Regions from separate parts of the Mus musculus genome. Here all the other regions are linked to region 2. Evidence: chromatin contacts called from public HiChIP or PLAC-seq data. All regions are on one chromosome and are shown on one strand. The core of a region is the stretch at or near the end of the contact, and the rest is flanking DNA. Distances in the headings are between cores, read along the strand shown. Region 1 overlaps Cdc42bpa (CDC42 binding protein kinase alpha). Region 2 has its middle 30 kb from the start of Gm31668. Region 3 overlaps Cdc42bpa (CDC42 binding protein kinase alpha).

Evidence for each region. HiChIP or PLAC-seq counts read pairs in DNA pulled down with a chosen protein or histone mark.
Region 1: a contact with region 2 is called in a FOXA1 HiChIP or PLAC-seq map of pancreatic cancer cells. The contact joins two enhancer-like sites. A contact is called at or near these places in 1 of 484 Hi-C or Micro-C datasets (embryonic fibroblasts), 1 of 115 datasets of contacts at active chromatin or transcription factors (pancreatic cancer cells) and 2 of 9 other capture datasets (adipose tissue and pancreatic islet).
Region 3: an H3K27ac HiChIP or PLAC-seq map of trophoblast stem cells shows a contact between it and region 2, with 2.4 times the contacts expected there. The contact joins two enhancer-like sites. A contact is called at or near these places in 7 of 484 Hi-C or Micro-C datasets (the HL-1 cell line, MC3T3-E1-derived osteoblasts, cerebellum and 4 more), 5 of 115 datasets of contacts at active chromatin or transcription factors (embryonic stem cells and trophoblast stem cells) and 1 of 9 other capture datasets (embryonic stem cells).

The regions. Positions count from the first base shown.
Region 1 is chr1:179,983,084-179,985,783 of GRCm38.p6, reverse strand. The region is part of intron 1 of Cdc42bpa (CDC42 binding protein kinase alpha); the gene reads right to left. Among named protein-coding and RNA genes, the nearest start is that of Cdc42bpa, 24 kb to the right of the region's middle. Within about 2 kb of position 1,428, at least 10 of the 459 cell types and tissues checked have an H3K27ac peak or open chromatin away from gene starts, as enhancers often do. A contact at or near this core is called in pancreatic cancer cells, where this site is marked.
Region 2 is chr1:179,846,650-179,849,349 of GRCm38.p6, reverse strand. No RefSeq gene overlaps it. Among named protein-coding and RNA genes, the nearest start is that of Gm31668, 30 kb to the left of the region's middle. Within about 2 kb of position 1,444, at least 166 of the 459 cell types and tissues checked have an H3K27ac peak or open chromatin away from gene starts, as enhancers often do. A contact at or near this core is called in pancreatic cancer cells and trophoblast stem cells, where this site is marked.
Region 3 is chr1:180,029,564-180,032,263 of GRCm38.p6, reverse strand. Cdc42bpa (CDC42 binding protein kinase alpha) reads right to left here. Exons shown (of 37, transcript NM_001359541.1): 3 at 676-759. Among named protein-coding and RNA genes, the nearest start is that of Cdc42bpa, 70 kb to the right of the region's middle. Within about 2 kb of position 1,398, at least 16 of the 459 cell types and tissues checked have an H3K27ac peak or open chromatin away from gene starts, as enhancers often do. A contact at or near this core is called in trophoblast stem cells, where this site is marked.

The sequences.
Region 1 (2,700 bases), core at 179-2,678, 140 kb before region 2:
CATGCATACACTTAAAATAATAAAAATATAATTTTTTAAAAAAATTAAAGGAGCTGGAGAGGTGGCTCAGTGGTTAAGAGTGCTGATTGTTCCCCCATGGGACCAAGGTGCGATCTCATCACCTACATGATGGCTCATAACTGTCTGTAGTTCCAGCTCCAGGGGATTCCACACCTTCTGGCCTCTGAAGACACCAGGCACACATGTGGGACACAGATATACATGCAAGCAAAACATTACGATAAACTTTTAAAATTTGTTTTTTAATTTAAAGCATATTGGTCCTGGCACAACCCTTAAAATCAAAGAAATGAGTTAATGCTGGTGGGCTAAGGAGAGAGATGGAATCAGTGTCCCCCAGAAAGACAGGCCTAAGACACTTTCTTCATTTAATGGAATAACGTAAATTCTGATCCTCAACACCTAGAACAGGGCCAGCAGTGCCATAAAAGATGAACAAATCTGGTTTTGCAGGCATGGTGATACACCTTCATAATTCTGTCCTTCAGAAGACTGAGATAGGGAAATCAGGAGTTCAAGGCCAGCCCAGTATCTATAACAACACCCTATATCAAAAATAAAGCAAATCTGATAATCCAATAAAAGATCCTTAGAGTTCTAAGACTTATAAGCACCCTATGGCTAAGGAAATGCCTAAGCAAAGACTAGAACTCAATGACAAGTGCCCACTTAGGATGTGTAGGCCCTGGATTCCACTCTCAGTACCACCAAAAATAAGTAGTGGAAAGGAAGAAAAATTGAAGTGGAAACTTACAGGTTCTTTGGAAAGTCGGTTGAACGGTGTTTTGCTGGGGCAAACATGTGAAGGGAAGTTTAGTTAAAGTAGACACAGGTGTGAAAGGCTAAGGCACACTCCTGAAGGAACATTTCGCTGAAGCAGACACAGGAGAAAGGGTGTTCTGCTAAAGCAAACACGTGAAAGGACACGTGATGAAGTAATCTTCACTAGCGACACACCTTACATTGCTTAGTTGAGCTCTATTTGTTGGGACTCCATAAAGAGAAACACACCAAAAAACTTGTGGTGTGTTGTGGTTTCTTACCACTTCCATGGACTCGGGCTGATTGGCAAAGTGATGTCAGCTGAGATAGACGCACATAGTGAGGCAAGACCCGTGAAGGATACATTATGTTTGAGGGAAATTTAAAAACAACTCAAAGAACAGTGATGGGAGCTTGATTGGCTGGGCTGGGCTTGGCTAGCTGTGTAATGATTGTTGGTCCCCCATCTTCCATGATCTTTTCACTGAGACACAGCCAAGAACTTCTCCTGGCATTCCTGTTGGGCCTGGTCTCTCCTGCTGATTCATGTTTGCTATCCCACTTGTAACAGGAAGGGCAGGGCCACCTCTATATAAACACCTAAAGAGGGAGGAGTGCACACAGCCACAAAAGCATCTCCTGCTGAGGACCTAATTGAGGACTGCCTGAGAGACCAAGGATTACTGGTGCAGACAATACCAGCCAACCGAAGAACTGCTCTTTAGAAGAGATGCTTTCTTGGGACCAATGGGGCTCAGGTGGAGGGTATTAAGGGAGCTTGCAGTAATGCTCAGATGAGCTTGCTGTGGCTTTTCTCACCTGCTCCTGGAGTCTGTGTCCTCGACTCTGCGCCACCACCTCCAACCGCCAAGGGCAGGTAGGGTCGGGCTACAAGTAGTCCAAAGCACAGGCAGCATCAACTCTACCAAACTGGACTGCTGGTATATCCATGAAATGTTTACAAGTGGTTTGAGCTGTCACTGCTGACCTGTGAACTGAACCGCTGATGTCCTGACAACTCAGGATTTGCTCCAAAGAACCAAGCCTAAACAAGTCCACTTCCCCTGTCCTTTCTTTCCCACTGCCTCTGGTAGGTGGTGGGTTAGAAGGGAGGTCAAAGCATTTAAAAACTGTCATTAAAAATAAACTTTGAAGCAGAGCAGTGGTGGTGAACACCTTTAATCCCAGCACTTGGGAGGCAGAGGCAGGTGGATTTCTGAGTTCGAGGCCAGCCTGGTCTACAGAGTGGGTTCCAGGACAGCCAGGGCTATACAGAGAAACCCTGTCTCAAAAAACCAAAAAATTAATAATAATAATAATAATTATTATTATTATATATGTGTGTGTGTGTATATATATATATATATATATGTATATATATATATATATACACACACACATACATACATACTTTGAAAAATTGAAGTTACAAAAAACTAATTCTTATAAATTCAGGGGATCTTGTTTACCACTAGTTTGCTTGCTACTTTAAGGCCTGATTCTCTGCAAGTCATATGCCATCCATGGCAGTCACTTTCCTCTTGTCTAACACTCAGTCCGGAGTAAGTATAAAACTCATTTTCTATCATTTGAAACAATGACATAAAAGTGCTTGAGAGTGCCTGGGAAGGGGGTGTCTTACCTGAAGAGAAAAAAAACAAGGACTAATCCCTTTCCCTTTCCCAAAGTCCCTCTCTTTCTACTTAAGATGCTGCTATAATGATGCACTGTTTTATGCCAAATAGCTAGCTGTCTTGTGCCAAATAGCAGGACAATCAAGAGATTTCAGAGACCTTCTAAATCCACCACTGGCATTGCTGAGCCAGAAACTGACATGGGATTGCCCTAAGGACTTCGTGGTTAGTAAGGAATGTCCAGTGTTTGAAGCCACTGTCAATTGGACTCTTTGGACTTACA
Region 2 (2,700 bases), core at 195-2,694:
CATATCATGTTTGCTAGTACCAGGAAATCCAAGATACCAAAAACATGGAACTATTCTACAAGGCCTGTTAGAGATGATCTGTGAGCATCAGGGTTCAAAATTAGCAGTATCTGATAGTATAAATCATGATATCCTTGCAGAGTCTTTGGATTAAAGGATGGATGCGCTGTTGCCATAATTCTGGTCCCAAATGTTCCCCCAAGGTCTGTGTGTTAGAAACTTGGTCACCAGCCTGTGATGTTGCTGGGGTGGTGCCCGATAGAAGGAAGTTAGGTGTCCGAGGGTGCTCTGAGGCCCCTTCCTTTCTCTCTGCTTCCCAGCTGCCACGAGGTGAATGCGCCTCTTCTGCTCTGTGTGATCACCGTCATGACCTGTGCCACCACAGGCTCAGAGCAGAGGGCGGACAACCGTGGACTGAAACTTCTGAAATCAGGAGCCAAAATAATGGATTTCCTTTTCAAAGTGGATTCTGTCAGGTACCTTGTTACAGCCATGTAGCGCCGACTCTCACACACAGCTATGCACCTCAGATCTTCGGCTCACGTTTGCTGAACTGAGCAGATAGATGCACAGATTCCCCAGGCTCAATTCCGAACACTGAGTGAACCAGGCGAGGTGTGCATACCTATAATCCCAGTACTCAGGAGGTGGAGGCAGGCAAGATGACGTTTAGAGTGAGTTTGAGGTTAGCCTGGGCCAAATGAGATCTGAAAACAAAACAAAACAAAACAAACAAACAAACAAAAGCAGGAGGAGGAGGAAAAGGACAGACCTGTCAGATTGGCAAGAAAGACAGATCCTCCAAGGGTTGTCATGTAGTAGATTCAGCTCTGCACACTAAATTACAAAAAACAGCCCTGGGGCTAGGGCAGGCCCTGGATTCTGAAGTTTGCTCCTTTGGCTATGGCATGCGTGCTGTACTTCTTTACCTGCTAGCTAGCCTACCCTCCTTCTTTGCCCCTTACCTTACTTGATAAATCTCAGCCTTTTGCTTACACACTTGTGAGCCTATCCCATAGCCTGTTGGAGCCCGTCTTCCTCTCTGGGCAGGCTCAGACTTTAACCGCGTTCCCAGGTCTACCCCCACCTCCAGAATCACCTGGGCTCAGCCTGTCTCATTCTTTGACCCTCAGGTCTGAGGTAGTCTAGAAAGAATGTCCCTGTTGGTCGGCAGCTTGGCTGGGAAAGGACAGCGCTGTCGCAGGAAGCCTGTGTAAAGCGGCCGCAACCAAAAATAAAGGAGGGCCCGCCACAAAAATTACTGACTCAGTCGAGGCCTCTGTCCCGGGAAACATTCCCCGGATAAGTCACACCCTCAGGCGGCCGAGGCTGCTCAGAAAGACCTTTTTAGAGAAACTGGAATGGGGGGTTGGGGGGAGGAATTTTCCAAGAAGTCCTGGGCGGGAAGCTAGGCTGGGCGATGGGGAAGTGAACGGCTAGTTTCCATTTGCTGCCACCTCCCGGGAGATCTGAGAACTGCAGGTCTGCCTGGGGAGCAGGGTCACCGGGACGAGCAGCCCTGAAGTTAGGTCCCACTTTGTGAGGCTGCAGTTGGAGGGAAGGTGACAATCACAGACCATTTTGATGCAAAGGAAGAAAGGAAAAGTGCAGGCTATGAGCCTTCCGTTTCCGGTAGGTTTTCATGTCCTCAATTTCTAAGCCAAAACACCTCCTGCCATTCCTCCCACTTTTCCCTTTTCCACTTCTCTCTCGACTGATGGGAACTCCCTTCCTCCTCCTTCCTAAACAGCTTTCTCCCATCAATCCATCCTGCTCAGGGCAGCCAGTTTAAAACCACTTAGTCGTTCATGGATGCCCAAGGTCCCATTGAACACCCAACTCCTCAGACCCACCCACAAACTCTTCCTCACCTTCAGGAAGTCACTCTTTCCAGTTCCGTCCACCGAGTGAATTTCTCCCCGTTCCTCTCTATCCGTTTCAACCCATTCACCCTTCAAATAGCAGCGCTCCCATCAATCACTGCTCAGGGAAAGTCCCTGACCTGCAAAACTCAGCTCCTTCTGCCATCCACTAACACTTCTCACACTATCTTCAAGGCCAGTACCACAGTCTAATGACTGTATCTACTCATTTAATTCGTATCTCATTTCCCCTAAACTGCAAATCCACTATCACTGACATATTAAATCTGACATAGTAGTAAATTCTGAATAATATTTGGAATGAAAGTCAGGCATAGTGGCTCATACCTATAAATCCAGCACTTGGAAGGCAGGAATTTAACATGATCACATACACACAGATCTATATAGCGTGTATACATTTTCATATATACACATGTATACATACACACATCCAATGTATATATATGTATATATCGTATATCTATACATATATATGTGTGTGTATTTATATATACACACATACATATAAACACATATACACATACATGCATACACGCACACACATACACACCCTGAGGCATTTTCTTTCTATCTTTCTTTTCTTTCTTTCTTTCTTTCTTTCTTTCTTTCTTTCTTTCTTCCTTCCTTCCTTTCTTTCTTTCTTTCTTTCTTTCTTTCAAGTAGGGTCTCTCTATGCTATCTTGGCTGTTCTAGAACTCACTATGTGGACCAGGCTGGCCTCGAACTTACAGAGATCTGCCTGCCTCTGCCTCCTGAATCCTGGGATTAAAGGCATCACCACTACTCCAGGCTATGTGGATTTTTCATATGCAAA
Region 3 (2,700 bases), core at 149-2,648, 180 kb before region 2:
TGGAGACTTCCTTCCTCCTTAGAATGGGAAACAAATACCCATGGAGGCAGTTACAGAGACAAAGTTCCGGGCTGAGACAGAAGGAAGGACCATCCAGAGACTGCCCCACCCTGGGATCCATCCCATAAACAACCACTAAGATCATTTCAACCTCCCTCTACAGACTGGAGATCTCAGGGCAGCCACCGCAAGATCTGTGATTAAGAGCGCTTCATACTTCCTCTACCTTTATATCTTTTTACATGTTGATTGCCTGTGTGAGGAAGTGTGCACACATGTGTGCATGCACATGTATGCTAAGATGCCACAGTGCACACCTGTGGAGGACAGAGGACAACTTTCTGTTGTCTGCTCTCTTTCCACTGTAGGTTCTTCAGATCAAACTTATCTCACAGCCTCCTTACACTGACTGCATTCTGGTGACATGGGTTGGGCTGATACTCTTTCTTCTTTCATTTTGAAATTTCTTTTTCACAAACACACAAAGTTAATTTTGATAAAAATCTTAAATGCACTAATAATTTGAGTCCACCTTGCTACATATTCAGACTATACATAAGCTCACAAAAGTACTCAAAAATTCATGTACAAAGATTTTTACTACCAACATATTAACTTATCTATATGAAAAACAACCTAAGTGCCATCAATTGTTGCAAAACAGAAAAGACTTACCTCAGCTCTTTTCAGCATTTCCCACTTGTTCAGAATTTTCATGGCGAATACTTTATCTGCATTTTTTAGTTTAACTACAGCAACCTAGAAAAGATAATGGAAATACAACTTTTAAAATATGGCAAAAAGCTTACGTTTTCCATTTTCCATTTTCCTCTCTGTAAGAAAAAAATAAATACCAATTATCAATTATTTTAATGCTGCTCAATTCTAAGATCCTAAATTAAATAATGTCAAATTTAAAAGTTACATTAGTGAATTATGCCAAGCAAATGATTTTATTTGTCAACAGTGTCTACTGTTTATTATACATTATATCTTCCTTCCCAAGTTTTCTACACAGGAATTTAAACTCAGCATCTATTACTGAGAAACTAACCAAGATACACAATATGCAAGCAGCTGGTCTTATGAGATAGTGATGCCAGATCCACAGGGGTCACAGAGAATGCAGCTACCAGAGGTTCTGGGGGATCAAGCAATACAAAATGAACTGAAAACGAGAAAGCTCTTTAGTCCAGCTCTTGCCGACTACACATATATTCCAGTTCGTTCATAACTCCCTCCTCCAATTCCCAAAGAGCAACTAAGACCAACAGTTCTATAAACTGCGGACTGAACGTGTCCTTTCCAACAATAAAAAGGTAGCACAGCCTAGTTTTATCCGGTTACAGACAAAGAAACTGCCAAGTAAAAATAAGACCATTTTCACTGTTAACAAACTGATTACACGTCTGTTTCCAACACTGTTTCCGTTTAACTAGATAATCTCCTAAGGCCCTTCCAGCTTGTCAGGTTTGTTATAGGGCTGAAACTAAACTACAGAAAGGAAAGCAAATATTCATGGACAGCATTTCCAGTAACTGAGAGGCACCACTGGAGAAAGCAAATACTATCTGCCATAGTTTAGATACTGGGTGCCCCTTAAATGTCCATACAGTGGTAAAGGTTTAGAACCCAATATAGCGCTTTATTATATATAGCTTAATAATAGTTAGGTACCTTTAAGTTGTTAGGGTTATGGACTAGAAACTGACTTAATTATTTCCTCCCTCTCTTTCTTCCTATCAGGCTCCACTCAAGAGATGGACAGTTTTATTTTGCCATACTCTCCCAGAACAATATGCTGCCTCACCATAGGCCCAAAAGCAGACAGCTAATTGATTACACACTGAACTCTCCAAAACCATAAGTATAAATATATCTTTTATCCACCAAGAATCAATTGTTGTCTCCAAGGCTTACTGCTGAACAAGCTCACTCTTTCTAGTTCTTTCTGAACTCTGGCTGGCTGTTTGAGCTCAGTTGTTCAGGCTCAAACTCCTCTCCAAAATGACTGATTCAATCTGGCTTCTCACTAAATGCTTTGCCTCTGGCTGCATGAACCAACTCTTTCTCTGGTTCGTCACTTTTTCTGCCCTTCAGTTAGGCTTCACTTTCAACTATGGCTGCTTAGAAGGAAGCAAACTAACTTTGAGATTAAAAGGTGTGTCTGAATCCCAGCCAGATCGCATGGTGATCCAGGGTGTGTCTGCATCCCAGCCAGATCGCATGGTGATCCAGGGTGTGTCTGAATCCCAGACAGATCGCATGGTGATCCAGGGTGTGTCTGCATCCCAGCCAGATCACATGGTGATCCAGGGTGTGTCTGCATCCCAGCCAGATCACATGGTGATCCAGGGTGTGTCTGCATCCCAGCCAGATCGCATGGTGATCCAGGGTGTGTCTGCATCCCAGCCAGATCGCATGGTGATCCAGGGTGTGTCTGCATCCCAGAAAACTGGATCCTATCATTGGATGTGATGCCTTATTAGAGCATTCATGTTGCTGGATTAAAATTTCTCTACACATAAGTCAAAATAAAATTTTTATAAGTCAATTATTTGAGATATTTTGTTATAGTAATGGAAAGCTAACATCACAACATCCTACTGTGCAGGCAAGAAAAACAATGTACAGATCTTTTGAACAGTTCAAAGGAGTATTTCTAAGGCTAGAAAATTAGATTTAAATCCAAGATCTAAC